Linked DNA regions of Gasterosteus aculeatus: region 2 is linked to region 1. A link is a contact called in public Hi-C data. All regions are on one chromosome and are shown on one strand. Each heading gives the region's core, a stretch centred on a gene start, on an enhancer-like site or on the middle of the called end of the contact. The rest is flanking DNA. Distances are from core to core; before and after follow the strand shown. Region 1 overlaps mxi1 (max interactor 1, dimerization protein). Region 2 holds the start of shoc2 (SHOC2 leucine rich repeat scaffold protein).

Region 1 (5,908 bases), core at 1,574-4,073:
TTGCGGCGGCCGTTGTAATTAAGTGAACTGGGTATCTTTTTGAAACATCACTGCAAAAACAAAACAAAAATGTGGATGTCGTGTGCTGCATCAATGACTGGATGAAAAGGGGAATCACTGAAAGATTAGATCGCGGTTGATGACGATGACGCACAATGGTTAAAAAAAACAACTAAACCATCCAATCACGTAACCACAGGGCCTTTGGCCGTGGACTCGCTCCTAGCGGATTGAAACCATGCAGCTCGGTTCGAGAGAGCGAGAAAAGTTTGCGCATTTCAGTTGAGCTTCCCTGCTGTCACGACACGAGGAAGAGGCCGTCTCTGAACAACACTCTCACGCTCGTCTCTCCCATCAGCCCTCCAGAGTCACTGCGATATTTTTCAACAGGGTGCCGCGGCGGGCCGCTCTCGCCACCATGACGGAATCAGTCTGCCGCGGTCATTACACGCGTTTCATGTCGCACTCACAAAAACCCACAAGGCTTTTTTGTCCGACACTAGCTTTTGATTACACCGCTATCGTATATCACAGCGCGTGTGTGCGTGCGTGTGTAAGAGTGAGAGAGATACAAGGACGAGGGAAGGTTGAGTGCAGCGCCGACGAGGGATGTATGTATGATGTGCGTGGGTTGTGTAAGCGCTGTGGTGGGCAGCGCTTCCATCCACCCACCGGAAGGGCTTCAAAGAGCTCCTTTTTAAAAAGGCCCCCGCTCTGGAGGCACCATGACGCGTCTCAAGAACAAGCGGAGCGGCGAGGAAGAACCTCGCAGGAGCCATGGCGTATTTTAATGGAAGCGCTACTCAGCGTCGCTTGTGAGGCGGAGCTTTGCATTTGCTCGTGGGGACGGACGTTTGATTTAGGACGGGGTTCATGGGGAGGAGGGAGGAGGGAGGACGGGGAGGAAAGGTGTGGTGCTGTGACCCGGGGGGCCGGCTGGCTGCTCACTCGCATGTCGAGGCCAAAAGGCAGAGCTGCCCGCCTGCGTACCCATCTGGGGCCCCCACACACACACACACACACACCGGTAGAGTGGAAGCGCCCCTTTGTCTCAGGAGGAAAGGGGGGGGGGGTCTGTGGTGAGCCTGCAGGTGGTGCCCCGAGGATTCTTTAATTGTAATTTTTTGATGGGTGTGGAGCCGGATAAGAAATCTTTTTTGCCTTAATCCATTTTTGCAGGTAAATTGAATACATGCATTCAATTAACTGTAATATAATGTGCAATGTACCAGTTGAATTACATTTTGTCTGTATTCCAATTTAAAAAATATATACAAATCGAAACCATTTAATTGCGACCTCTCAGCAATTAAAATACAGGGATAAAATAAATAAAGTGACAACATCAAAACTCTTATTATGCACACATTAGCGTTTCCAGGTAACTCTCGGGAACTCGGGTTTGTGGCTTTCTTTGAATAGCCGGTCACATTATCAGCCCACAGAAGCTCACTTCCTCCCCCCCAGATAGAGAGCGTGGGTTTTCAAAGGCAGCTGTTTGCTGAGTTATACCCACAATGCAGCGAGGAAAAAGGACCCAATGGTTGCATCGGGCTTATTATTTGCTTGTAATCCCAGGAATCACCCACAGCTAAATACCACGGAAAGAAACCAGGCTTTTCCGTCCGTGTTGTCTTATTGTCGGCGAGGGATTGGATGTCCCTGCTGTGCGTGACGGTTTAGAGCGCAGGTCCCGGCAGCGACGGGCCACGTGTTATGTAATCCGCCACAGACGAAGCGCTTCCCATTCAGCCAACCTACAGTTCTCTGTGCCATTCATTAGACACTGGGAATACAAAGGTCAGAGCGACGACCCCCCCTTCCCCCCCTTCCCTCTCCTGCATTCGGGAGATTTTAAATATAGGTTCTTTTGATGTGCTTCTTTGTCCCTTTTGTGGATCTTTCTGCCCTTTTGTTCATCGAGGTCATGGCCGTGGATGTTGAGTTTGTCCATTGGTCTTAAATGAAATTCCTCCCCAACGGAGCTAAACGGAGCGAACCGCAAAGCATCAAGCTAGCGTTTAGCTCCTATAGCCACGGAGCGCTTCTCTCCGGGGGAGCAACTTAACCCGGGATGAAAGCAACGCCGCATGAACACTAATCTGCTGACGCGGCCTGTCGGCCTGTGATGTCACGACCTTCAACCAAACTGCGCTCCACCTCCAGTGGCGGCCGAGGACGCGGAGCTAGGGGGGCCGCACGGCAAAGCCACGGCTGTCTTTGTGTTACTAGCGTCTTCTATAAGGACCCGGGGGAAGCGGTAAGCCCCGTGGCCCGACGCGGGGGGGCCGCCCAGCTGCAGGAGGGCCGAGGCACGCAGGTATTAATGGTCACAAGCCGCCACTCATATCGTAAGCCGCAAGTGGCTTAAGCTCTCTGGGCCGTGGGTCTACACGATAAACAAGCCTTTCGGGGGGGGGATTAGAGACCCGCCTCTGGGGCATCGCCACTAGCTAGTAGCGCTTGAACTTTAACCCTTCAGGGAGACGGTAAGCGATAGTGCTGGTGGTGCAGATAAACCAGTCTCCTCCATTATCTTGAGTTGCCTGTTTTTAGTCGCAGGAGAACATCATGTTTTTTTTTTTTTTTCCTCTCCCCAGAATGAGTTCTGATATCCCGATTACCACGCAGCCTCGCGTGGAGCGCTGACTTCTCCTTCTGTCACAGTCACACACAGTAACACACTGTTCCTCCCGGCACCACCTTTTTTTTTTCTCTTCTTTGCCGGCGGGATCAGATCAGAGCACATCGTGCACGCAGAGATTAGGACAAATGTCCCGCCAGACGTTTTGTCATGTTCTGTGTACCAATGAAAGGCGCGCTGAGGGGGCACGCGTGCCGCCCGCCCAGCGGCACATGCGGAAGGTTGCCGGTGTGGCTGCTGCATGTTTCAACACTGACTCGGCACAAAGCGGCAGGTCTCCACGCTCCATAATGGGAGGTTTTCGGTCATCGGACCGGCGTGAGATATGCGCTGCCCGTGCGGTCGGCGTGCCCCTCGCCTCCTCTCCCCGCATTCATCATGTCAGTCTGGGTCAGGCAGAGGAGGGGGAGGGGGGGGGTTGTTGGTTATCTGAGGTTGTCTGCCGAGATGGCCGTTTTGCCGTCGACAGGGTGAGGGGCCTCCTGGCGCCTGGCGTGTGTTAACGCGACGCCAGCAGACACACGCGGCAGTACAAGTCCAGCGTGTCCCGCTCTCCCTTCACATCCGTCGTTCTTTATCAGGCGCCCTCCACCTCCACCCTGCCCCCCCCCCCCACCCTCCCTCTGGGTTTGTGACTCAGGAGAACGTTAGCGCGTACAACATGTTCTCACAGTGAGACGCGTCCTCTGAACGTTCACAGTATGGCTTTTGTTTTTTTTACATGTAATGTCAAATACACTGTGTCAGCTCTGCAGCTGCTGAATAAATAATGTATCAGCAATGCTGAAAACGTTCCCCCGTACATGGCCCACTTCATTTGTGAATGGTTTCTGCAGCGAGCGTGGCAAGTTGGAGAAGAGATGCCTGGTATTTAATGATCGTGTAATCTGAATTACATTGTTAAACAAAATGGTCAAAATTGGAGTTGTCCTGTCTGTAGCACCACCAAGACATCTCCCGAGAGGAGCTGCCTATACCATCACAATAGAAAGCGATTAATTGCTAGTTGATTTCTGTAGACGGGCGCAAGTGCATAAAAGTGTGTGTGTGTGTGTGTGTGTTCAGGCTCAGGCGAGACCAACGCACGTAGACATTTCACAGATAAAGAGCAAAGGTGGGCTCTCTCCTGTAATCACAACTGAATACAAAGACTGATGACCAGAGCCGGACGGATGATCATTACAAACCCCCCCGGCTCAAAAAACAACAACTTATCAGTGCCGTCCAAGCTGAACGCGTGCAGATGTACTTCAGTGCTCGCGTGTCTCCACTGGTCTGAACGCAGCCCGCCGCGGTCGCTTCTGTGAATTCCTTGCCGTGGTCCCCTGGGTCGTCATCTCCCCCAGAGATTCGTACCTGAGGTCCTGGGTGGCTCCGTCGGCTCTTAATGTGTGTCTCCACTTCTCCCTCCTGGCTAGCTGAGAGGGCTGCTGCTGGTAATGCAGCGCTGATTGGGTTATAACCACAATTATCACCCTATACCTCTTAAGTGGGAGCCATTAGCAGGATATATAGTACCACTGGCATGTCTGCAGTCCTGGACTAAGGGACTGTCAGGATGATGGAGGGCAGAGCCGAGCGGGGTCCGGGAAATGCCATTACACCCCCCCACAAAAACCCTCCCTCACACACACACACACACTCGCTCAGCCAAAACTTGTTTGTAATGCAGACGAGAGGAGTAACTAAAGCTGGGCGCAAAATAGCTAGAGTGCGGTCCCGAGGAGCACACGAGACGTGAAACATAGCAACCTGCGGTGTCGTGTGAACCATCAGCTGAGAACTTACAAAACACGAGCCTGGAGTCTGCAGCTGGCTGACTGTCACAAAGTAACAGTGTTTCTGAAATGAGTCCCCCTCAGATGCTCAGGACCCTGTAGGGGGTCGGGCTTTAAACCTCGCTTAGGGTGAACTCTCCCCTTTTTAAGAATCTTCTATTTAAGTTGTAGCTTCTAGTGAGACATTTTACGACCTTCATACGCCAACAGTTTGCATTTCACTGTACAGCCCGTGGTCATGTGGCTAATCATTCCATTTTCTCTTTTCTTTCTTTCCTTCCTGTGCAGACGAGCTCACCTGCGGCTCTGTCTGGAGAGGTTGAAGGCCCTCATACCCCTGGGACCCGACTGCAACCGCCACACCACCCTGGGCCTGCTCAACAAAGCCAAAGCACATATAAAGGTGAAGGATAACAGGATGAATGTGAACCACGTGCCCAAGGAGGAATTAAGCAATCGCAGTAGCGAAACCAATCGGTGACATCTGAAATTGACAAGACATAAAAATGTGATGGAGACGCAGAGAGTAGAACCAGACCTCAATTCATTGCTCCAGTGACGAGTGGACCTAATGGCATAAAACAAATGAATCCCTACTTTGATTATATTTGTTCTGACAAAACTATCGTCCGCCGCGATCATTCTTAATACGTACGTGAATGTGCGGCTGCTGGGACTCGCTCTTGTGTGCATATCATGCATTTCTGACACAACTGACTTTGGGCGAAATGTCACCTGTGTTCAGCTGGTCGCTGGCGGAAACCCCGCCTCCCCGGAGCATGTGATGTGTTACAACGTCCTGCTTCATGCTGCCCCTTCCACTCAAGCCGTCACCACTTAGCCCTCCTGCTGCTGTCAGCTCTGGTCTCGCCGTCTCTTGTTGACGGCGCATTGTTTTGGTGCGTCGGGATGGGAGGGTGGGGGGGTGTCACGGCGTCGTGGCGGCGCGAGGCCTAATCGGAGGCGACGCGGTGCAGACGAGGCAGGTGAGGGACATCATTTCACGGGGTATCGGAGGAGGCGGGAATCGTGTCGCGAGCCCGTCTTGCTCTCAACCATCCTGCACCCACCTGTCTCACTTCTCCTTGTCTACGCCCTTTTTCAAATAATATCCGGCGACCTCCTCTGCCTCCTACACACTGTTCCCGTCTCGCAGTGCCCCCCCCCCCGCCAGAGGTCGTGTGGCTCATCGCTTCCTTTTCTCCCGAGCAGAAACTTGAAGAGGCGGACAGGAAGAGCCAGTACCAGCTGGATTCTCTGGAGCGGGAGCAGAGGCACCTCCACCGCCAGCTGGAGCTGCTGAGGGGAGGCAGCGGTGCTGTAGCCCAAGGCAGCCCGGGGGAGGGCGAGAGGATACGCATGGACAGCGTGGGCTCCACCCTCTGCTCCGACCGCTCCGACTCTGACCAAGGTGAGCTCAGAAAAATATATTTATATACTGTATATATATATTGACTAGCATCAACCCCTTCCCCTGCACTAAGGG
Region 2 (5,908 bases), core at 1,882-4,381, 120 kb after region 1:
TCGCAGTGTTAGTCATTCCATGTGGTTTTGTACAGTACTTCCTTGATTTCACTGCCACTCCTTTTTCTGTTTTTGTCAAAAGACTGGCTTGTGTCAAAAGCTTTATAATGGGGTAGAAAGAAAAAATAAAGACACAGGAGCATGTTGGTTAAATGCAATAAATCCTCCCAAAGTAGCTGCTGTTTCTATGCTGTGCTGGCTTTTTCTTTTTTACCCTTTAAATTACAAAGATATTATTATTGAAGGTATCAAGACACGAGTAAAGAACAAAAACAAACACCATTTGAGGAACCTCACAAAATTGTGTTTATTTTTATATCCAGGAAATACTGGTGTGTGAAATGTACCACGTATTGCTCCTTGTTTGTTCCTTAAATGATTGTCAAACAATCCAAGACTGGTTTTGTGAATGTCACACTAACACACAACACAAACTACTGCTTTCTTTGATACAAAACATGAATCTTAGATTCACTCAAAAAAGAAGCTGTTGAATTTTGTATGCAAAACGCCAAATTACAGATACAATGATACAAATAGAACAAGTACGCAGGTCTTAGTAGCCAACCACACTGAAAAATATGCCGAGTGATAGATCTAATCCTTTGACGTGAGACAAGTGGTCGAGCAACGTTGACTGCTCCCTTCTTATCCGTCCCGTCTTCATATTGCACTTGACTGTCCATGCAAACTCTATTAGCGCGTGTACACGCCTCGTCTTTGCCATCCATTGAAAGGAATTTTCTGCCAATTAGACTATTGCAGCGGTTTTGCGGATTCCTTCATGGCCAGGTCCTGCATCTTGACCGCCTCCTGAGCCTCCATCTGCATCTTCTCCAGTTTCTCTAGAGTGACTGATTTGAGTGGGAGCAGCTTTGGCTTACACAGAACCATGGTAGGTACATCTTCCATGGAAAGTTGCCCTGTGGATGTCACCAGAAAAACAAATAAAACCGTTCTTATCAACTAATCTTGGCTTAAATGCAAACTTTGTGACACTTATTGTTGCTATATTTCACATAAGCCTCTTGCATATTCTTGGTGAGAAATGTATCTACTAATTTAAATACAATACTGTGAGACCAGCACTATAAAATAAGTGTTTACAAAATGATGTAGTTTCTAGTGCAACCCCCATGAATTTTCAAAAATGGGACAAAAGTTAAATCAGGTTACATTTGAGTCTTTCATTTGTTAAACCTCGACAGTTGCTTGCTAATGTTTTTAATGTCTATTACACTGATGGTCCATTCTTAACAATCACTCTCACTAAATGGAAATTTCACACATCTGTTGCTCTGCCCTTGAACAACTTGTACCCATTAGAAACCATTTCAACCAGAACACCAGAAAGGTACTGACCTTTTTATATTACACAACTGTATACATACAGAAACCGGCTCTGTGTTGAGCTGTAAAGAGTGAACCCATAGCACAGAGCACCCACTCACTAGAAATGTGCAAAAGCTTGCAAAGCTAAACAGTTCACATGTTGTGTTGAGCACCACAAACACTCTTTTGTTTGTATTAACTGCTGTGATACAAACCTTGCTTAGGCAGAACTTCTCTGAATATAGACTTGACCTCTGGCATTGTGTCCTCTGAGTGCTTGCTGAAAGGTACAGTAAACACATTATTTTAATCCATTAAACATTTTTATCTGGCATAGCCTTGCACTTGAAGATGACAACAAGAAGATATGCCAACTATTTAAAAATGCTACAATGTGAGCTAATCTAACCAGCTGCTAATGCTGTAGTGTATTGAGGGATCGCAGGCAGGCAAGATTGGGTTTTACCGCAAGTTTAGTTTAGACCAAAGCATCTTCATCTTTATAAATCTCATACACGGAGAACACAAAACAGCCTGTCGCGAAAGGAAACATGATATAATGTAGCACCCACACTGTCTCGTGGTGTATTTGTGAAATGTAGCGGTTGTATTATGTTAAATGTTCACTTATTTAAAGGAGGTTAAAGCGAAAGATAGCGTTCAGGTTGACAATACGTTAGTTGATGAATACCCGAATAACATTATTTCACCATTAAGCTATGCTATGTGATTGACTAGGACGTGGGCCTAAATGTCCTCGTATATTTTACAATAATAGCTAAATTGTCTGTTAACGTTAGCTCAACACAAAACTAGCCAACGCTAGCTAGGTTTAGCAGGTAGCAACACGTATCGTTTAACGTTACTCAGTTTAAGAAGCGGAGGATACGTCTCTTTTGTCAAATAACCAGTGAATTACACGGACCATACACTGCTACGTGTTTCCGTGTACGTGTGTGAACACGTTAAAGGGGTTTCTATAAAAGAAAATACGGAATCGTTTTCAATCACTTGAAATAATCCCACCTTTAGCACTTGGAGGAGATTTAAACGGTTGTCAAGTAAACTCAATCACGTGATCTTTTCCTTCGCGTAATCTTCTTCTTTGTTGGGATTTTACGGCAGTACGTTACCATTATATCGCATTACTGCCCCCCTCTGGATCTATTACTAGCGCATCGTCATAGTAGGTCCTTTTTTCTTCGCGTTTTTTCGTTCCCTGCCTGTAAATCCGTTTAAATAACATTTTTGCTCACTGTGTTTATGTGTAATGTGTTTCAAGTGATTGTAGTTAGTGTGCAATTAATGTATGTATGCACTGTAACTAAAGTTTAGGCTACTTTATTCTTACATTCCACTGCATTTCAGAGGAACGTTTTGTACTGTTCACTGATATAACAATTGGACAGTTATATTTACGAATTGCTCTTCATTATATCATTTAAAAAATACCGAGGATCATGTCAAACCCAAAGTCCCACATTTAAAATAACACATATTCGCATATGTATCTATCTTTGTCGTTTTAAATGAGGAGATTGTAAATATAAGAATTTTAACTGAATAGGTTACATTTCTTGGGAATGATCATAGCAAACACACTTTATTATCCAAAGAAAAGCGTTATTTTCAGGATGTTTCGTAACAGTTTGAGCGTTGAGCTTTTACACAACACTAACACTGCAACAAAACAATTAATTGCACCGTATAAGATATATTGAATAAACGAAGCCAATGTTTTATCCACGACTTTTTGATTGTATTTCAAAGTCTCGTGATAACATTGGTTCGGGGTGCGAATGACGCAGTTCGGCGGCGGCGGCGGAGGGCGGAGGAGGAGGAGGAGGGAGGAGGGAGCGGAGCAGTAGTGTAGGACAAGAGGAGGAAGCAGAAAGGATGGCGGAGTCACACCTCTGAAAGGTAAAACAGCGATATTATTACCACATTGGCAGTGGACGCGTTGCCCCCGTAGCCCCCGTAGCCCCGCTGTCTAGAGACCACACCGCCGCAGCTCTCTTGTCACTGCGCGGGTAAACGTTTCAGTGTCATTTCGGGGTGGAGAGAACGAACGCACTCTTTTGTTCCGCTTCGGAATGGCCGCTGTTTTTTTTTTTTCAGTGTTTTCTTTTCTTTTTTTCTCTCCTCGGCGCATATTCAACACGGGGACGGTCTGTGTGCCGTGTTGCAGTTAGTTTGCACATCGTGTGCCGCAAGTGGCCGCTAAGCTCGGAAATCAAATGCATTCCAACGACCAGTTTCCCTTTCTGGCGTCCGCTGCCCGACGGCGTTCCGCTGGCTGCAGCAGAGATTTCCTCCTCTCGGTCCACCTCACGGCTGATGGGTCGGTCCGTGTACGACAGCCGCTCTGCCCGCGGCCTACACACCGCCAGCTCCGCTGAGAGCTAACCGCTGGATGTGCGTGAATATATCAGGGGGGAACTCTGGAGAGCACTAGCACCGTGTCCTACGAGTAGCAATTCACGTTTGTTGCATCATGTCACGTGAGCCTTTAACGTTTTTCCCCTCGTTTGAGTCGTTATCTTGCTGGTTGAAATGCTGTTAGCTGGTGGGCTAGCTTGCTCGCTAGCTGACGTTAGCAAGTTAGCCGTCTGGCACCACTGACGTTTGCTTGGCTGTTGACGTTTTATCTAAGCTGCTTTTATTTCCTTCCCGGTTGTTAGTCGTTTCGGTAGCCAGTGCGCCTTTCGGTTGGTTCTTCGAGATGTGTATTAAAACATTACGTTAGCTAACTTGCATATGTTCTCCCAGTTCCCTTTTCTAAGCTGGTTTAGCTAACATTAGACATCTCCAGCCTACGTGAGTTGGCTAACGATAATTAACGCTAGTTAACGTTGACTGTCGCCCATTGTTTAACTCTTTACGTTGGTTAGCATTATTACTGTTCGCGTCTAGGTAGCGTATATTTTGTCACAGTAACGTTAGTGATAGTTCATTCAAACAGCGGTGCGAACCCATATGTGCTTTCCTTAGGTAACAATGTTGTCTGCATTTAGCAGTTTCATACGGCTACTTGATTTTCCCGAACTGACATCGTTTTTGTTTCGAAAGACTTTGTCATCGGCCCTCTTCGCCTTTCAAACCGGCCGCTAGATGCGTCCTGTGGGTCGTAACGTTAGCGGATAGATGCCACCTCACCCCTGGTTTGCTCCCCACCCCAAATATCCCACAGACGACCACTTTCACTGACATGCCAGGTCATCCTTTGTATTTCCTTGCACTTAGTGTCGTGCTGTCAGTCAGAAACACAGAAGCGGTATTTCTTACATGTCGTCATGTTATACCAGTTCTACAGTAACTTGATGGGCCACAGTGATGCATTTCTTATTGACTCGTGGAGGCATTGTAATGGACAAACACAAGCAGGAGAACGGCCACTTCCACTCGGGCCTGTAGGCACTGGCATCGTCTGGGGGCCAAGATCTCCCCAAAGGAAACTACCTTCGTTTTTATGTGGGCTGCAAGTGCCATGAAGGGTGTCGTTGCACTTTATGGTGGTGTTATTGGTGAGGATGGCTGTGCATTAGCGTTTCTCTGGAGCTGTACAAGTTCAATCTTGTATTCGTTTCTTAGTATTGTTCTTTAATATAACTCTGAATATGTGGAATAAGTTTGGTCCTGGTGCTTGTCTTTTTTACATTTGTTTTTTTGGTGTTTCAGGTTTTGGGGAAACATCTGCATATATTTAAAATCTGCAACTTAGAGTATACCTGCTTTTAGTTTGGCAAATATTTCGTTCTCTATTATCTGACAATCAATATCCAAGAGCTTCTGCCCGAGACTTTTACCTAGACTTATTATATTAATACAATGGTCATAGATGTCAATAAAGAATTGCTCAATTTATCCTTTTTTCCCCTCTTGTTTGGTATTTTCTAAGGTTCAGGCAGAAAGTAGCAGACATATTTTCTATCTCCGCAATGAGTGTTTCCAAATAAAGGTCATATGCAGCTTGCTATAAACCATGTGATGTACCAGGACAGGGACTTGGAAAGTACAACTGTAAAAGGAAGTTGCTGGCAGTTTGGTTTAGATAGCTGCAGGAGTCGGGGTGGCCTGCTTGTTCTCATAATCATTTCGAACACGGGAATGCCCATTGCAGTCAGGGTTTCATTTTAACTTTCTTATTTATGACGGCATCAAAGAACCTTCTTATTTACAGAAGAGTCCGGCATTCGGTGATGTTAGTGGTGCTGCTATTGACCCCCACATTTATTTTTCCTAAAAGGTCGCATGACCTGTTGTGGGAACTCCAAGCTTTGAAGGCCATTTCTAAAGATTACTCCCAGCAGTCCTAACCTTTTCACTTAACTGTGATCCCGAGCCAAACCGGTCTCTTTTTGCCACAGCTTAGCTTGTACTGGTGCCGGAGAGCTTTAAACAGAGACACGCAATAGAGACTTACCAGAGAACATGCACTTCTAGCTACAATTGTCATTTACAGATACAAAATGTTTTTAAGGCAGAAATATCTAACGTGTGTCATGTAGCAGGCTTTCACAGGGATGACTAACTATCTAAATGCATTAAAAGGTGGGGCTGTAGGCTAAGCGTAATG

Evidence for each region. Hi-C and Micro-C count contacts between places; a contact is called where the count stands out from the background.
Region 2: a Hi-C map of skeletal muscle shows a contact between it and region 1, with 2.8 times the contacts expected there. The contact joins the promoter of shoc2 here to the enhancer-like site in region 1. A contact is called at or near these places in 2 of 6 Hi-C or Micro-C datasets (both in skeletal muscle).

Annotation. Positions count from the first base shown.
Region 1 is chr9:9,361,043-9,366,950 of fGasAcu3.hap1.1, forward strand. mxi1 (max interactor 1, dimerization protein) reads left to right here. Exons shown (of 6, transcript XM_078080479.1): 4 at 4,711-4,825; 5 at 5,635-5,833. Among protein-coding and RNA genes, the nearest start is that of mxi1, 24 kb to the left of the region's middle. Within about 2 kb of position 2,824, at least 3 of the 9 cell types and tissues checked have open chromatin away from gene starts, as enhancers often do.
Region 2 is chr9:9,479,392-9,485,299 of fGasAcu3.hap1.1, forward strand. shoc2 (SHOC2 leucine rich repeat scaffold protein) reads left to right here and starts at 3,132. Exons shown (of 9, transcript XM_040187413.2): 1 at 3,132-3,252. pdcd4b (programmed cell death 4b) reads left to right here. Exons shown (of 12, transcript XM_040187417.2): 12 at 1-390.